Regions from separate parts of the Mus musculus genome. Here region 1 is linked to region 2. The links are chromatin contacts, called in public Hi-C maps. All regions are on one chromosome and are shown on one strand. The core of a region is the stretch at or near the end of the contact, and the rest is flanking DNA. Distances in the headings are between cores, read along the strand shown.

What was found. A called contact is a pair of places that touch in the nucleus more often than the background predicts.
Region 1: a Hi-C map of uterus shows a contact between it and region 2, with 7 times the contacts expected there. The contact joins two enhancer-like sites. A contact is called at or near these places in 2 of 39 promoter capture datasets (embryonic stem cells and trophoblast stem cells), 4 of 15 datasets of contacts at CTCF or cohesin (embryonic stem cells, large pre-B cells and pro-B cells), 19 of 484 Hi-C or Micro-C datasets (the G1E-ER4 cell line, the HL-1 cell line, bone marrow-derived dendritic cells and 8 more) and 11 of 115 datasets of contacts at active chromatin or transcription factors (the HPC-7 cell line, bone marrow-derived macrophages, embryonic basal ganglia and 6 more).

What each region holds. Positions count from the first base shown.
Region 1 is chr2:33,344,116-33,349,003 of GRCm38.p6, forward strand. All of the region lies in intron 1 of Ralgps1 (Ral GEF with PH domain and SH3 binding motif 1), which reads right to left. Among named protein-coding and RNA genes, the nearest start is that of Ralgps1, 25 kb to the right of the region's middle. Within about 2 kb of position 2,701, at least 79 of the 459 cell types and tissues checked have an H3K27ac peak or open chromatin away from gene starts, as enhancers often do. A contact at or near this core is called in uterus, where this site is marked.
Region 2 is chr2:33,179,244-33,184,307 of GRCm38.p6, forward strand. The region is part of intron 8 of Ralgps1 (Ral GEF with PH domain and SH3 binding motif 1); the gene reads right to left. It overlaps Gm13528 (a long non-coding RNA gene), which reads left to right. Exons shown (of 3, transcript XR_866131.3): 2 at 2,326-2,703; 3 at 4,152-5,064. Among named protein-coding and RNA genes, the nearest start is that of Gm13528, 6.5 kb to the left of the region's middle. Within about 2 kb of position 1,313, at least 33 of the 459 cell types and tissues checked have an H3K27ac peak or open chromatin away from gene starts, as enhancers often do. A contact at or near this core is called in uterus, where this site is marked.

The DNA.
Region 1 (4,888 bases), core at 1,451-3,950, 170 kb after region 2:
AAGGCTTGTTTGTGTCTGCCTCCTGCATGTCTCAACATGACAGAAATAGCCTCACTGATGGACAGCAGCTCTCATCTATCCATGTGCAGAAAACGGTTGGAGCAACACTCTCCCATCCAGGACAGGGCCTGAGGCTGCTGAGTACCTGGGTTGGGACTGGGTGGGAAGCAGTGGACAGATAGGCTGGGACACAGCAGAAGGACATCGTAGGCTACAGGGAGGAGTGCATGGAGCAGTAGAGGCAGCAGTGGGGGAGGGGTGCGGGTGGGCTTGCGGGGTTAGGGGTTTTCCTTGGAGGTACTGGGAATCCTCTAATTCAAGGTTGTGAACAAGTGGTAGCAAATTCCATTTCTATTTTATTTTGTGTGTGTGTGTGTGTGTGTGTGTGTGTGTGTGTGTGCACACGCATGTGCATCCTGTGTATATGCTGATATACTCTCAGAGGCTAGAAGATAGCACTGAGTCCCTTAGAGCTAGAGTTACAGGCAGTTGTAGGGCTGGGAACTAAACTCAGGTCCAGGAGAAGAGCAGAAAGTCCTACCAATCTCTGAGCCTTGTCCTCAGCATGTATGCGTGGATTCTGAAGGACTGGGGCAGTCCAGTTTTCCTGCACATGATGAAGTGTGTAACTAGGTAGGGCATTAAAAGGGCCAACATGGGGCCACTAAGAAGAGCCACAGTGCTGGTATGAAGCTGAGGAGGGGTCTTCCGGGTCAGGAGATGGGAGGTGGCCTCAAGCGTGCGAGCACAGCATGGGGCACTGGGTCCCAGAGCACAGTCAGCAGAGGCTCCTTCTCACTGCCTCAGCTGTGTCCTCCCATCTTACAGGTGCTGAGGAAGCCCAGCGAGCAGGACAGGAGCCTGTGTGGCCACAGCATCAGTGCCTGCCTCTGCTCTCCCCTCGTCCGATCACAAGTGAAGGGTTCACCAACCCTTGCTCTGTGCAGGATTCCAGCCCTAGACCCAAGGACAGCAAATACAGCTTGGCCCTCAGTGCCTCTGCCACAGAGGCTTTGTCCCGGACTCTGGAGACAGGACTTGCATGCATTCTGTAAACCTCCTCTGTGGTAGTCTGAATGAAGATGGCCCCTAGCTCATAGGGAGTGGCACTATTAGGAGGAGGTGTGTCCCTGGCAGTGGACTTTGAGGTTTCAGATACCATGCTTCCCATCGTGACAATAATGGACCAAACCTCTGGACTATAAGCCAGCCCCAAATAAATGTTTTCCTTCTAAGAGTTGCCATGGGCTTGATGCTTCTTCACATCAACAGCAATACTAAGACGCCACTCTGCAGATGTAAATACAGTGACTGAGGGAGATGGATTCAACTATTATGTGCAGACACATCTTTTCACATCTGAACTCTGTATCCATAGGGAAGGTGGTATCAGCTGCTTAGGCTGGGCACAGCAGCCTGTACACACAAAAACCCATTCTTCCCACCCTCCCTCGACCTCTCTACCTCTCAGCCCTCCCCACCCTGTCTCCTGCATACACAGGCAAACACACTCTTGCTGCCAACCCTCCTGGAAACCCAAACAATGCAAGAGTAAAAGCAGTTCTCATGATGTAATTCCTTAAGAGCGTGGCAGCTGTTATCAGAACCACAGAACAACCCCGCGTCTTTCTCTGCTCTTTGGGGGTGGGGGGAGTCCCAGAGAGGGAAAGGAAAAGCCCAGATGCAGCCCTGGGTTCTTCCCAGGCAAAGCGCTCCTCAAGACTGTCAGCTCAGGAAAGCACAGGACGGCCTGAGATGAGCAGGCCAATGAGCAGGCCCTAAGGGCAAAGCAGAATGATCACTTTTTCCTAAGACAGTAGAGGCTGTCTCAAAGAAAATGCATACAACCAAGCCTGCCCAATTACAGGAGTGTGATTTCTTCCAAATGTTGCAAGCACGAATGAAAATGGATCCCAAACAGGTTGGGAGAAAGAGCCGCATCCAGGGGTGAACTGGGATGTGCTGTCACGGTCACTGCACTGGGAGCACCACTCTTTGCTGGCTCATGCACAGAAGCTGTGTGGAAGACCAATGGGGAGGAGCCTGAGCCTGCTCTGCTTCTGCCCCTCCTCCAGTACTCTCTATTTTAGAAGTCACAAGCATGGGCCCTCCTGCAGCAGGGCCACAGTGAGTCAGACCTGCTGTGGCCAATGGGCTTTAGAGAGCGCTCTGGGAAAGGCAAGTGAGGAGATGTGAGACACCCATCTTTGTGAAGATGGCTCAGAAGTCTGGGAAGAAGATTCCCTTCTGCGTTGTTAAGGATGTGGGGTGTCTAGATCAGGAGTCTAGTATTCTGGGCCCCTCTCCACTCAATCACATGCTTGATTTTAATGATTCAAAGAACATCTGCCTTGGGACTAAGCAAGCAATGTTACTTCAAGGAGAGGGGTCACAGTCTCTGCCCGGCAGGTGCAGAGATGCTTCTGTGCTTCTCTGTAGCCAAGTCTCCTCCCAAAACCCAAGCCACCCAAGACCCCTGAACAGTCCCCCACTGTGTCCCTGCTTCCACACGGTGACCCTTGCCAATGAAGATTCAGAAACGACAAGGTGTACAGTAAAGGGGTACACGATCCTACACACAAAGCCAGAGAGCCCTGAGCTGGGATGCCTGGTGCTGGCCTGGTTCACAATGAGGCTCTTGTTCTCTTCAGTCACTCCTCCAAGTCCTGAGACCAAGTTCCTCTTCTTGAAACCAGGAGGGTAGGGGTAGGTGGTGGATCTGCAATCACACGTTCATTAACAAACACCACAAGCACTGTCCTTGGCCCCAACTTCGTAACAAGTAGCTGGGCAGCCCCCAAGAGGAGAGGAACTGTGCCAAGAGGATGAGGCGAGTGGGCAGCTGGCAGACAGAGGCACACAGGGTCTGTCACCTGTGAACAGAGGCTAAAGCAGGGGCTCAACCAGCTCGCCAAGCTCTTGCAGCCCCATCCCACACGCTATAGGGCCCTGTTGGGATGAGAGGGGTGTGAATGTCCACAAGTGTGTGAGGACAGGGGACATTTTCACAGCACTCCATAAACTGAGTTTGCTCTCCACTGCATGAAGTGCACCCCCATATTTGCTTTCTCCTCTCCAAACTTTGCTGGAGAAACAAACAAACTTAAAATATGAATGAAATGGTTTCAGCCCTGAAACCCGGGGAAGGAAGACATGAATGAGCAAACAGGACTAGCTTGAGGGAAGGAACTCTGGGTGCCAGGCATCCAGCCTCAAAGTCGGTTCCTTTCCACTAACGGCATCCAGCAATAAACACAACAGCTCAAACCAGAGCAGACCTGGGCAAGGAGTTTAAAGAAATGTGCAGAAGTCACCTGAAGAAAACAATAAACTCTCATTAAAAGGTTTTAAGGGCTTGGCTCAGGGGCAAAGGCTCACGCCACCAAAGCCTGACAACCTGAGTTTGGTCCCTGGGACCCACATGGTAAAGACCTCTGTAAACTGTCTTCTGACCTCCACACACATACACACTCAAACACACACAGAATCAATAAACTTAATGTTTTTGTTAAAGAGTTCTAGGGGCTGAAGATGGCCCCTTGGTTAAAAGTACTCACTGCTCTTGCAGTGGACCCATCACACACACACACACACACACACACACACACACACACACACACACACACCTGCCAGCACCCATGTGGTGGCCCCCAACCATCTGCAACTCCAGTCCCGAAGGATCTGTCGCCCTCTTCTGGCCTCCACAAGTAGTGCATGCACTCAGTACACACATTCATGCAGGCAAAACACCAGTACACATAAAATAAAAATACGTTTAAATCTTCCTTTTAAGCTTTAACTCCCTTTGAGACAATAACATAAATTCATCAATTCTCCCCTCTATACAAGCATCTGAGAGGCAGAGCTGGATCTCTCTGAGTTCAAGGCCAGCCTGGTCTACAGGGTGAGTTCTAGAACCGCCTGAGAAACCCTCTCTCAAAAACCAACAACAAAAAAGCAAAAACAAACAAACAAAAAGAATAAATGCTCAGCAAAAGGGAATAGTTAAACAGACCCCCCCCCAAATTAAAACATTTGAGGAAAAACAGATTTGTGTTTTTAGTCTTAGAAGAAAGCAGCTCTCCCTCAGGGTCACAATAATGTCAGGAAGCCAAGGAAACCAGCGGCCAGCATGGGTGTGTGCGTGCTCTGACTAGCTTCCTGTAGTGTTGGGGATGGAACCTGGGTTCTGCCACATACTAGGCAGATCTTTGGCTACTGAGTCACCCATCCATGGCCCACCTGGCAGATTTAAATGTTAACAAGCTTAACTTCAGGATAGAAAGGGAACATGGAAAGACCAAAGGCAGCCAGTAATGCCAGGAAAAGGTTTGTGGGATCACGTGGCAGGTGATGACTGAGCATCTCTGATGTGGAAAGTCCCCTGGCTGGACTCCTGGCAGACACGGCACCTTCAAGCCTGGAAACATGAAGACCCACAAGAGCTGAAAGCACAGCACGAGGCCATGGCTGCACTCAGCATGGCAGGGACCATCAGGACAGGCCACCAGGCCTGCACCAGGAAGCCACAGACTCCAACCCACACATGCGCTTCTGTGCCCCATTACACTGCATCAGACAATCAAGACATCAGGACTTACAGACAATGAAAGATGCCCACAGCTCAGGCGCCTGCTCACATCAGCACACTCATCCAGCCAACAAATGTTTGCCCAAAGTCCTATTTGTACCAGGTACTATCCTGGATTCCAGGGACAAAGCAGCAAGCAAGAAGCCGGAAACCCCTCAGTAAACAGCAAATAAGGCATTCAGTAAATACACGGCTTGTCAGCAAGTGATACTAGATAAAGAGGAGAACTAGAGAGGCCCATGAGCAGGGCAGGGAGAACTGGCTTCCAGTTGGCACATCTCACTAAGAAAGTGCTTA
Region 2 (5,064 bases), core at 63-2,562:
TTGAGGCACACGGTTCCCCCAACTTCGCCTCTGCCCTGTGCCACCTTTGTACCGGCTGACAAAGGCGATGCCTTCAGAGAGGACCCCTGCCTGGTGGAGCGCAGTGGCTTCTGCAAGCCAGGAGCAGGCAGCCAGGCTGAGCCAAAGCCCATGGCTGGCCTGGAGCCCCACAAGCCCAGGGAAGGCTCACTGCACCCTTGTTCTTCCTGGCCGTCCTGTCTCACTTCCAGCCCCAGTCTGGTTTTGGTTTTTCTCACACCCCTATCTTTTCAATATGGAAAAATTCTGCTGTGTCGAGGGGAAAAGAAACCTGCCCGGCAGGAGAACACGCAGCTTTTCCATTTTACCACTTTCTATTTTCTCTTTCAAAGTCTGAGATGAAAGACTTTTTTCCACGCTCTTTCTGCTTTGCCTGAAAAGATGACTTTCAGAATTCAGAAATGAGGAGCTGGCCCCCAGAGCTACACTTGTGTGGTTCCACCCCATAAACCATCCTGGTAAATACCAAATGAAATAACAGAGTGCCTGCTCATTAGAGCTGCGTGGTTTGCTTTGGTCTTTAAGACAGCAGCAAGCAGACCCACTGTCTGCGGGCAGCCCTGGCTCCCTGAGAGGAGGATGGAGACGATTGTATTAATTAATGCCTGCCAATTAACATCTATCATGCAAACTGGGAACTTCAGAATGAATCCTTATATAAAGTCTAGGCCTTATGGAAAGTTTGTGGCCTCTGACTGCCAGAGAGACAAATGTTTCCCAGGCTTTCAGCATGGGGCAGTCACGTGTCAGCTGGGGAGTAGACATGGTTTCCGGTGTGAGCACATGGCCTTGTTAGTAATTGCAAATGCACGTGGGCAGAGTCCCTTAGCAGGACTGACCCCTGGGGCGCAGGAGAATGCCACCCCCTCCAGCCTCCCTAGGAAATGAGGGCATAGCCTCAGGTTCCTCAGGAGATCTACAGGCGTGAGGAGGTGATGGCCCAGCCAGAGGCCCCCACCCACCCAGACAGCCGTGAGGCAGAGCAGGTAAGAAGCGTGAGGGAGGCAGCCATCTGTGTACTGGTAATGGGTTTGTTTTGCGCTGGACACTGTGCTGTGTAAAAAACTTTCACTGATCTTTCATTAACTTTATTGGCAAAAGAAAAGAAGCTGACGCATTGCTCTGCCCAACACCCTACTCCCCACTCTTGGAAACAACCCCGATTTCCTTTGGGAGAAATCAGGCCCCCCACGCTCAGAACCCACGTGCTCAGTGGGTCTGGAGCAGCTCCATCCCCTCTTCTGCCCAGGGAGTGAAAACAAATTGTATAAACTAACCGTACTGAAGAGAGGAAAGCCTCACAAACTACAAGCTATGCACATACGCCACGGAGCTGTGTAACCGAGGGAAAGAAATGCAGCTGCAGGCACATTAACACTTTACATAAGAAAGGAGACTATTCATTTCATAGAAGCAGAAAAACAAATAAAAACACAAAAGCAGAAATAACTTGAAAAATTTAAATGACATTTATGCACACTACGATGCACATGTGGAAGCCAGAAGACAGCTCTTAGAAGTAGTCTCCTGCCTCCTGCCACACGGGCTCTGGAGATGGAACTCAGGGGGTCAGCTGTAGCTGCTGGTGCCTGTCCTCACTGAGCCATCTTCTTGGCCCATAAAATTTTCTATATCAGAAGTGACAAATAAAGGTGATGTTTGATGTTTAATTCTGGGGGGGGGGGGGGGAGCGGTGGTGGAGCACACCTGCAGCCCCAACACTCAGAAGCAGAGGCAGGAGGATCTCAGAGTTCAAGGCCAGCCTGGCCTACAGAGTGAGTTCCAGTATAGCCAGGACTATATAGAGAAACCCTGTCTTAGAAAACAAACAAACAAAGAATTAAAAAAAAAATAAAGCAGTCAAGCTTTTAATATGTATGATTAAGGGGGAAATAAAAATTTAAAAAGATTGGCATATAAGTAGGGATGAGAAGGGAAATGGTTCCAAGTGTGCAGAGAAGTTAAAACAGTCGCAGCTTTCTTTTTAAAATGCCTTCAAAATATCTACAGTTCTACCCATAGACTTGGACTGCTCTCAACCTTGGTCCACAAAACTGCTTTTTGAAGAGGGCAGGCATCACTGGAGAGATGGGAACGCCAGGTGTGAGAGGTCTGCACTGCCTCTGAGGCTGTGCTGATGTCTGTGGTCCACTGCCACTGGGGACCATGACTGGGCAGTGCTGCGGCTGGCAGTGCTGATGCCCATGACCTGTATTACCATGGAAGGCCATACAGATAGATATCCTTGGTCTATGCTGCCACCTAAAGCCATGTTAATGTCCCCAGGCCGTGCTACTATTGGACTATGTTGGTGTCCATGACCCATCCTACCACCAGAGACGATGCTGAGGTCCACGGCACTTGCTGACACAAGGGTGGATATCAGTGCTGTCACCAGAAACCATGTAGAAGCCCATGAACCTCACTCCTGTTGACTATGAAGGACAAGGAAGCATCTGCTGTACTGGTACTGATGACTGAGGACTCACATTTGAGAAACATAGAAGACTCCTGTGATAACCTCCCTTCCCCATACACACACACACATACACACACACACACACACACACACACACACACACACACACACACACACACCCCTAACAACCTAGAAGGAAACCATCGAGGAGATGTGGAGAGGAGGCTGAAGTGTGGCTCTCCATGGTAGGTGGCTCTGGCAGGGTGCGGTTAGTGGGAAGGACTCACTTTTAAGGGCTGGCCACCGAGAGTGTGGCCATGTTCCAGTGACTGTACAGACAGCACAAACTGGACTTGGCTGGTGTTTTGTTTTGTTTGATTCTTTTTTGAGCTACAAGGGTTAAGGGGACAGACTTGGAAGTAAGGGTGACCAGGGTGCATTGTATAAAATTCCCAAATAATCAATAAAAATATGTTTGAGAGAGAGAGACCAGAGAGACGAGAGACGAGAGACGAGAGACGAGAGAGAGAGAGAGAGAGAGAGAGAGAGAGAGAGAGAGAGAGAGAACGCGTGAGAGCTCAGCCCTTGGTAAGATATCTGTATCTGCCCCCCCCCCCCCCATCTCCTCTCTGGCTCAGGGCACACTGTGGAAGAGGGGTGGAGAGAACAGTAAGAGTGAGAGGTTAGAGAAGCCCTGTGCCACGCTGTCTTCTGACATACATGTCTATGGCACACAAACTCACAGCAGCTAAAGTAATCCACAACACAAGATCAAGCCGGCCAAAATCCTGGCACAGACAGGAGACAACCTGCAGGCTCCACACCACACTGAGGAGCTCTGGTAGTGGGTAGCTGCTGGGGAAGGAGAAGAGTTCTCTATTGAGGGCATCATTTCTGTAGTTCCCATGCTGCAGTGGATGGCCCACCCCACTCACTCCTGGGCAGCACCACATGGGCTTGGTGGGTTACTTTAAAAAACTTGTATGAAATTGGGAGAGGCTGTGGAGGGGGAATAAAAGGAGGATCTGAAGGCAGAAGATGTGGGTAGATGGGCTCATATTTCATTGTATATATGCATGAAACTCTCAAAAATAAGGGAAAAAAACAAACAAGATAGATGAAACAAATGCTTGATAGAAACAAATAACTTCTTGAAGTTGTGTCAAGAAGTCTCAGTAAACTCTTTAATAACCAAAAAAAAAAAAAAAAAAAACCTTTTAAATAACTAAAAAAAAATTTGAGAAAGTTGCTAAAATTGAGAAGCATGACATCAACTTGATTCCTAACACTCATCCATAAAGCCTCCTGAGGAAATCAGACACTATCCCCACAGCTTCCGAGCACAAAGAAAGCCACAACGATCTGCAGTTCTTTTTTAGGACTGGTATATCTGTTGTGGTAAAGCCTGGCAGATTTGGCACAAGGGGCCATTGGGGCCTCCTAAAGAATGAAGAGACCAGATGATAGCGCTCCCCACAGAGCCATAGACTATCTAACAGAAACCCCAACACCAGCTATGAGAAGCCCTTTTTTGAGCTGTTGGTCAGAGATGTCCAAGAGACTCAAAATATTAGAGCCTACTGCTATTACGTTTGGTTGCCCCTCAGAGGCGAAAGGAAAGTCCCTATTGTTGAAAACACCATACAACTAGGACACAGGAGCCAGGGGACTCAAGCTGGATCTTCCTCTGCAGGGAATAGCTTTCCTGGTACCAGAAGGCGCCATGCAAACTTCCAACAGGCCTGCCCAGTGGCGCCACTTATGAACCATGACCATGAGCATCACAGCATAAGAAGCCTAGGGTGCAGCAGACTCCTACCTCAGTGTTGACCAACAGCTCCCAAGCTGCTCAAGAGGGAGATCACACCCGGGTTACATCATGGTTCTCAGAGGAGACTCCACAGCCACAGCAGCACTGTACTGGACGTCCTTCCGCCCTCTCGTACAGCAGCACTGTAGTGTACTGAACATCCTTTCTGTCTGAGCTGCCGCTGAGCTTTGGAAAGATGGGTCTGACACAGGTGTGCCGTTTAGGACTGAGCACTCCATAGTATGTCTTACTCTCTCCATGGTGACAAACTGTGGGTCTCTGTTAGTTTTGATTTTAACTATGAAAGTTTTGGGTTCTCACCTAGGAAGTCAGACACAGGGAGACAGAAGAGACAGAAAGGGAACATGCACCTATCACTTAGCATGTGCACATCAGCCCTAGGGAGCTCAGAGGACAGCTGTCAGCCATTGTTATTTCTCTTCTACTGTGTGGTCCAGGGATGGAACTCGGGTACTCAGGCTTGACAACAAACCTCTTCCATACCGAGCCATCTTACCGCCCGTCCCTTACCTTTATTTCAATAAGGTGGATTACTCAAATGAGGAGCAATAAGCCTGGGCATTTTTCCATCTAATTTTAATAATGTAGTATAAATTTTTTCTATTATACCTCAGTTGGTTATCCTAAATTGTCTCACTGCATAATTCTTATAGTGGCTAATGGTGTTATCTGTAAACAGTGGCTGTGCCATGTGCGCCTTCATTACTTCACATGCGCTTTCTTTGTCTCATCCCATTGACTTGTGCATCAGCCATGAGAAGACACACTTCAACAT